Regions from separate parts of the Mus musculus genome. Here region 1 is linked to region 2. Evidence: chromatin contacts called from public promoter capture Hi-C data. All regions are on one chromosome and are shown on one strand. The core of a region is the stretch at or near the end of the contact, and the rest is flanking DNA. Distances in the headings are between cores, read along the strand shown. Region 1 holds the start of Fam243 (family with sequence similarity 243). Region 2 overlaps D430001F17Rik (a long non-coding RNA gene).

Region 1 (3,937 bases), core at 386-2,885, 360 kb before region 2:
TTGTTTTTCCCAGCTACGCTGTTTCGGTCTGTGAGATTTTGTTACTGACATGGGAAAAAAAAAAAAAAAGAAAACCAATTTAGTTTATCAATTTGTGTTGTTTGTATTATTTAGATATTGTTTTGTGCTTGTTATTTGCTTTGCTGTTTAAATTGCATTTTGAATATAAATGTGCACATTTGCCAAGACTAAATAACAGCAGAGAGCGGGATGCATCCTGGGAGTTTCCCCCACCCTCTCTTCCTCCAGGTAACCGTTGTCAGTGTTTGCTGTGTGGAAATATAATCAAATGTGCACGCTGTTCAAACACAAAACACAGCATGCGGATTCCCCTGCACTTCTAGACGAGTTTCTCATGTCCGTGACCTCTCACAGGAGAACAGGAGGCGCCATCCATCGACACTGGCATCACCACAAGGCCGCTCTCCTTGCAGCCTCGGCCGGTCAGGTCCCTCCAGGCAGGAGAGGGAACTATGGCCCCACCACCACTCCCAAGCACTCTGGGGACTATGGGACCGTCACGGCTTCTGAGCACTCTGGCTACAGAGTCTGTATCTACATCAAATCTCATCTGAAAACTGTTTTAGACTGCTAAAGAAATGTCTCCAGAGAAGATGGCCACAAGACACAAACTGGAAGCTGCTGTCTGTGGCCTCTGGAGAGGATGTCTGGTAACCGCACACTTCGTGTGAACTTGGCTATGGTGATAGCCTGGGTTTGCCTGAGTCCCAAGAAAGCCCTGGTCCATCAGGGTAAAGGGAGGAGATTCCCAGTTATTCGACAGAGAAGCAAAGAACCAGGCAAATCATTTTGGCTGCACTGCCATTCGGAAGATCCACTTAGGCGCATCTGTGAACTACCTTTAGCTTTGATTAAAGGGGAAACAATACAAAGGAAATTAAAGTGATAAAGAGGAGAGAAAGTGAAGCAAACTGCCATTTTCTCCAAGTATCAAATGGAAACGCTACTCAGTATGGTGCGCGACTGTAATCCCAGAACTTAAATGGCTTAGGCAGGGGGATCGCTCAAGCCAAATACTGAGCCACTCAGGGTTACAGAGCAAGATGTGGTCTCAAGAAATTATAGCAAATCAGATGTTTTTCAGATAATGTACTGAATCATCTCCATTAACGGCAGTCCCTCTGAGGGACAGGCACATAGCCTGCCTCTTTTACTCTCTGCCACATCAGATTTCCCTTCAGCTGCCTGTAAACCATTCAACCATTTCCTTCAACATTCGTCATATTTCCCTTCAACCGTTGCTGTAAAGGTAGACAGGCAGGTGGCACAGTTTACACATGTGCACAGACACCCCACAACACACACACCCCAGGCCTTCCTAAACACATCATGAATATCCCCCGGCACACTGCACAATGTCTGATTCACGGAAGGTACACAGTAAATACCTTGGAAATAAATAGATGGGTAGAATATCCATCCATCTCCATAGTCCAAATGAAAAGGAACCAGAAACCTGACCACCATAAAAAGATCGGTTCTAGGAGTGACACTGGGTGGCGTTTTCTGTGGTGAAGAGTTCTGAGCACGTGCCTCATGCTGTTCTGCCCCTGACACGTAGCTATGGTACAGCGTGAGATGTCCCTTTGTGAGGTCATCCTTCTCCCCCTCCCAGAACTCCCCAGATGGGAAAATGTGAGCCACTCAGGGAGCCCCATGGCTCGCTTCACAAACTGTCTTCTGAAAAACATCTTTACCAGAAGTCAGTTTGACAGCGCCAAGAGGAGACAGTGCCTTCAGTATCTCAACGCTCTGAGATCGCTGCAACACAATGGATACAAGACCGTGTATTTTGGGGAAACTGAGATCCCAGAAACTCTTGTCACTGGGGAGGACTTTAGTGACAGCTATTACATTCACACACCATCGTGGTGTATCCTACACGCTGGGGGCAGTCAAGGATGGGTGCCTTGGAAATATCGCATGTTCCTGAGAAATGACCTGTGCATCAAGAAGGAAGACAGCCTGTTCTTGGAGTTCTGTGATGTTGTGAAGAGGGCCTATGGCAAGTGTGCCATCGTGGTCAAAGGGAGAAGGCAGCAAGATGAGATGAAGCCAAAGACAGACAAGGAGGGGGAGGCCAAGGCCTATGTCCCAACAAGCATTAATTTAACAAGCATTGCGTGTTCCCCGGGAGTGGCCAAGTCCTACGGCCATGAACTCATCTCTCTGCCTCCCTACTATAATTATCTGAACCCCTTAGACTCAGCCTGGTCTTCCATGAAATGGTTTATCATAAACAACCGGAAGGAGTTTTGTCTGCAGTCTGTTGACAATGTCTACACTTATCGATACATACTCTTCAGTGACTTAATAAGCAAAGGGATTGAAAAGGTTAACCTGACCAAGTGGAAGGCCATAACCAACAAGGTGCGCAGGTGGGAGAACTATTATCTTGCCAAGTTTTCTTAAGGGTGTCTGTTCCACAAAGCCCTGAGCTGTATGCTCTTTGCTGCTAACTGTGGAGTCTGATTCTGACTCACCATCACCAAAACCACACTCTAGGGGTGACCTTGAGGGATTACTGCCTCAACGGGGAGGTTCTTGAGGGCTACCAGCAAAGTCCTGGGGTTGACAGAGGCTCCATTAAAGTTTGTTGATAAGTACAGGGTATCAACTCTCATCTTGTGATGGCTACCCTGAGGACCACGTTTATGGGAGTTATTGGGAAGACTCTAGCACAGTGGAGGGTACTGGCGGGCAGGATTAAAGGATGTGTGATCAAAATTTAGGTCTAAGAAGAAAAGAGAACATCAACAACAAAAAAGAACACTCTGAATTAAATACTAAGCCAATAAACTTCAGGTTAAATAATCCACAAGCATCCGCCTTGCCATGAGCAAGAGACACGTGCATACAGTGGTCCAGCCGGGGCTATCCCTCTGGGAGGTAGTGGTGGTGAGAGGCAACTGCGAGGTAGTCAAACCGCTCCATATGTCCAAGGCAAATGGGTGGGGCCAAAAGGGAGCCATGGAGACATCAAAGGTTCAAGGGGTCTTAGGTCAAGTGGGGGATGGGAGGACGATGGAACCCACATATCCAACCTGCAAGAATCCCATCCGGAGAGTCCAAAGGCTGCCACTGCGTCTATCTCAGGCCTCTGAGCTGAGCTACTGCAGTTGGCACAACACCCTGCTCAAGCCCCAGGGGGCGCTGTGGGCCGGAAGGGTCTGTGCTTGCACGTCTGCTACAGGAAAAGCCCGGCGCCTGTGAAACCGACCACAAAGCGCCTTTTTCCTTATGTATGCTCAAGCAATAACTTCACAACAGAAGTAGTTACTCTGAGGTGCATAAAATGACAACCTACACAGGAAAATATGGACAGCCACGAGGCAGGAGCAGAAAGGGCACAAGAACTCTACTTGGTCTTCAGTTTTGCTGAACCTAGAAAAAAAAAAAAAGCTCTAAAGACAAGTCTGTAAAAAACTAGCGTATGAAGATGTCCACCAGCTCCCGGCGGATTTGACTGTGGGTGGAGTTGCGAAGCCAGGCCGCTGCCAAATGCAGACTGCTCCATATTCCAATCTTGTCCTCCTCTTCTCTGGAATCTTCCTGTGTTATTCAGAAAGAGGCCGTGGGATGAACAGAGCCACCTGGAGCGTTAATGCTCTTCAGGAGTAAGCGGTGGGTTCTGCAGTTTTCTCAAGTTGGAGAAAAGGGGATTTAACACACATCTTATCTAAAGGGTGCCGCACCCCAAACTGCCTATCACTTGGACCTACAAAGTTCACCTGTTGCAGATCCAACTCTTACACCGTGCTGTGTGAGCTGGTGGCTGCCGTATCAAAGGATTGCACATTTGGTGGCTGGAAGCAGCAATCCACTCTTTGCTATGCTGGCTATCGGGAGTCAGACATCAGTCTCACTGATGTGAATCAAGCTGTAAGCAGCATGGCTGTACTGCCGGGGGCTCTAG
Region 2 (3,833 bases), core at 1,085-3,584:
AATTAGATGTAGCTCTCCCTGAACAGCAGCGCAGTGCCGTGGTGATGAAGAGAGATGTCAGAGGCCAACCCAAACCTCCTGAGCTCCAGAGACCCATCGCTCAGCTTGCCCAGGCCATGGCTCAAACGCCAACAAAGTCCTACCCAAAGCTTCTGCCAACCTTATCGGCTACTCCAGGAGAGACCTCAGTCCACTGAAGAACGAAGTATCAAGAGATAATCTTAAGGAAGGCAAGTTCCTCCCCTCCCCCACTTCTCTGCTTCCTTTGTAGAAATGAAATGTACCCTCTGCTTCCAGGTTCCCATGCCTTCCACCATGATGAATTCTGTGCCTGTGGAACTGTAAGCCAAAATTGAATTGAAACAAAAACCTTTCCTTACAACAAAGAAAGAGATGGATGGAGGGAGGGAGAGAAGGTGGGGAGGGAGGACAACAGATCTCATAATGAACCAGCAAGAAAGGCCACAGGGCCAGGAGTCTGAAGAAAAGCTTGTAACCCAGCCCTCTTCCCAGGACCACTCGTGTAGACTCTGCGTACCAGTATGGAAGATGCCCTGCTTCTCCTCTGGGGGAAATGAAGGCTTAGACCTCCTGGGCTAGCTGAGAACTTAAATACCCATGATGGCTGATCTTCGCTGACACCTTGACACACCTGAGAAGAGGAGACTTCACCCACCCAGGAGCTGCAGCTGTCTTTGAGCTCCCATGCCCCTACAAAGAAGCCTAATAAACCCACTGGTTCGCCACGCTGGACTTTAGTGGGCCAGTGCCCTATCTGCGGCGGTGAATAGACATTTGTTTGTGTCTTCCCAGGAAAGTCACAGAATGCAGTAACTTGTAGAAATGCCAGCGTGGACTGGGAAGGAGAAAAGATTTGGGTCTCCTTCCCACCTGCCACATTGCTCCCTCTGGCCCTTTACCAGTTCCCTGTGACTGCTGCCTATTGACAGTAAATAAAAGGCACAGACAGACCTTGGCCTGATGGAGACCCACCCCCAAAAGAAGCATTTCTGGAACACAATTGCCACATTGAAAAGCCTTGTAAAGAGAGGCCTCCAACCATAACCATGGGGCCCTCTCACCTCTAGAAATACACTTCCTCCTGTCTACACATCCCGACATACAAACAATAACTCCATCACCAGGAGACCACAGCACAAAGAGAAAGGGGGAAGGGACAGAGGGAGGAGAGAGAGAGAGAGAGAGAGAGAGAGAGAGAGAGAGAGCAAGGCGTAAATAAGATGTGTGTGGGCAGACAGGAAAAATGATTGAACGGCAGAAGACATGAGGATGCATTTGACACAATGGCTTTTACATCACACCTACACACACGGCTAATATAAAGTACGTTCACAAACAGGTCTGTATCTGCGACGACGACGACGTCACACATTCTGTCTTGCGACTAGAAACAGTATTTGCACTTTGTACCCTGCACTGAATTATTTTATACACAAGATCACCTGGCACAGCTCCTGTCCCCAAGATGCAAATTAACATTTTCACAAGGGGTGGGGAGGCTGGGGGAGAGGGTGGGGGTGGGGGACCAATGTGCTCTGCTGGCCACACTGATATTACTGGGCATGATGGATGCTGCCAGTGCTGTTGCCTAGCAACCCAAGACCCTTCCAGACAACCCAGCAGCCTCGCTAGTGCGCAGTGGCAAACAGGGCTGGTTCAACATGGCACTGGGCACAGAAAGATAATAACGTGGGGGTGGGTTTTGGGGTTTTTTTTGTTTTTTGGTTTTTTTTTTTGTTTTATATTTTTGGTAATCATTCTTGATGATTTCCTGAGGAGATCAACATATCTAAGAGCAGCCTGAGTCCTACATGAAATGAGAGCTGGAAAAATCCCAGGGTTTTTGAATTACCTCCTACTCTGCTCGGGAGAGTTGTGGAATTTTACTGGCTGGTCTCCTGACAATCTCCCCACCGCTGGCCCTCGCCGCTACAGTCTCAGAGTGACTCACCAGCATACCCTCAGAGCTGTTTGTCAGCCTTGTCATGAGTCACGGTTTTTTCAGCTTTTTTTTTCCTCAAACTGAAACACTTGACATTTTAGAATGGGTTTGGGGAAGGTTCTTTTAAAAAAAAAAAATAAAAATAAAAAAAAATAAAAGAAAGAAAGAAAAGAAAATGTAAGCCACTCTCTGGCTTTGTGTGCAAGTGTGGGGGTACGTGGGAAGGGGTGAATAATGACTGCCTGTGCAGGTAAACAGGGACACGTGACCAGCAGCCAGCAGAGCGAAGGCAGCTGGGGGTGAGGGACGGACATTCCCCTAGGCTGCATCTTAGCAGGACACAGGTTGGCCAGCATCCACCCACTTCCAATCCATTCCATCAGAGTGACAGAGTGCTCCCCTCACCTCCCAACAGAGAAATCAGCCCTCCTTCTATGCTCCATAACAGAACCACACAAAGCTCTATGGGAAAAAAAAAAAAAACATCCCACAGGGAAAATTAAGGAACAAAGAAAACTGGAATCTAAGATTAAAAACCGAGAGCCAGAATTGCTGCCGAGAGATTGGGTCCCATTGGACAGAGGTGGGCTGGTCTCTGGGCCTGGATTCTAATCCTGGCATTAAGTATGGGAAGGTAAGAAACTTCTGCCCATTTGAAGGGCCAGCCAGGTGTCTCATTCTGTCTGTCCATTAGCAAGCTGTCTGGCTTGCTATTCCCCATTGAGGGCTCCTCAGACTCAGGTACCTTTTAGCTCTCTCGGGAGCCTTGAACCACATCAGATATGTCATCAGCTCAGTGCACGCTGTATGTCTGTAAGGAGACACAGTTACAAGAAAGAATTAACTAACTAAATCCAATTAACCTCTCAGAACCCCTATTAGTTCCTGTATTTAACAGGATGAATTCAGTATGCCCCGTCAGCCCCACAGAAAAATAATGAAATCTAGGAGTCAACGAGACTGAATGCATTTCTAAGCGTTATGCAATGTTTTCACATTATAAAAAACATTATTGGAAAAGAAAAGGAAATAGTTACCGGAAATGCAGCAAAAGCCGGGGATCGGGGATCAGGGATCAGGCTAACTCCATGCCTGGTGGAGAGTCAGGAACAGGCTCATGACAAGAGTCTCCTTTTCAAGTTTGGAGTGAGAATCAAAAGTCCACATTATTTGCATCGTTGAGCAACGGCATTGAAGATTCAATGTTTAAACCACAAATGCTTTTGTGTTACAGCAACTTAGTAATTTTATTACCTCGCATGCTTTAATTAAATGTATTAAATCCATTCCCTGAACATAAAAGTCCTAGGGATAGATATAAGACAGGTAACTGTTTTTCTTTTTTTATTATTATTATGGAAATATTCAAACATGCACAAAAACTAGAGGAGATGGCCTTAATAAACCTCTCAATGTTTATCTACTTTTATTTCCTGTGGATGCGATTAAAAAAAAAAATACCTTACTAAGAGAAGGGTTTACTTAGCTCACAATCCCAGGTTGCAGTCTATCACTTCAGGGAAGTCAAGGCAGGAGCCTGAAGCAGCTGGTTACGCCTACAGTCAAGAGCAGAGAGAACGGGGAGTCGGGGCCTGCATGGGAGCGCCCAGCTGGGTCTCTCTGTTCTCACACAGTTCAGGATCCCTGCCAAGGGAATAGTGATGCTCACAGTAGGCAGGGCTTCCCATCTAACCTGAACATCCTTCATAGACATGTGCACAAGCCAGGTTCAGCTAGACACCCCCTCATTGAGATAATTATATGGTGTATCCAGCTGTCAACACTGACCACCACAATGCTCATCACACTGCGTCTAGCATCATTACCAATCGCCAGTCTTATTTCATCTACTCCAGGTACCACATCGTGT

The links. Promoter capture Hi-C pulls out the DNA fragments that hold promoters and counts their contacts.
Region 1: a contact with region 2 is called in a promoter capture Hi-C map of the HPC-7 cell line. The contact joins the promoter of Fam243 here to the enhancer-like site in region 2. A contact is called at or near these places in 5 of 39 promoter capture datasets (the C10 cell line, the HPC-7 cell line, cranial neural crest and 2 more), 1 of 15 datasets of contacts at CTCF or cohesin (stem cell-derived epiblast-like cells), 1 of 484 Hi-C or Micro-C datasets (bone marrow-derived macrophages), 3 of 115 datasets of contacts at active chromatin or transcription factors (embryonic stem cells, epiblast stem cells and oligodendrocyte precursor cells) and 1 of 9 other capture datasets (adipose tissue).

What each region holds. Positions count from the first base shown.
Region 1 is chr16:92,319,139-92,323,075 of GRCm38.p6, reverse strand. Fam243 (family with sequence similarity 243) reads left to right here and starts at 1,635. Exons shown (of 1, transcript NM_029252.2): 1 at 1,635-3,937. The coding sequence starts at 1,678. The coding sequence ends at 2,433.
Region 2 is chr16:91,960,827-91,964,659 of GRCm38.p6, reverse strand. D430001F17Rik (a long non-coding RNA gene) reads right to left here. Exons shown (of 4, transcript XR_876250.1): 2 at 3,425-3,519; 3 at 3,001-3,094; 4 at 1-2,774. Among named protein-coding and RNA genes, the nearest start is that of D430001F17Rik, 8.7 kb to the right of the region's middle. Within about 2 kb of position 2,334, at least 198 of the 459 cell types and tissues checked have an H3K27ac peak or open chromatin away from gene starts, as enhancers often do. A contact at or near this core is called in the HPC-7 cell line, bone marrow-derived macrophages and oligodendrocyte precursor cells, where this site is marked.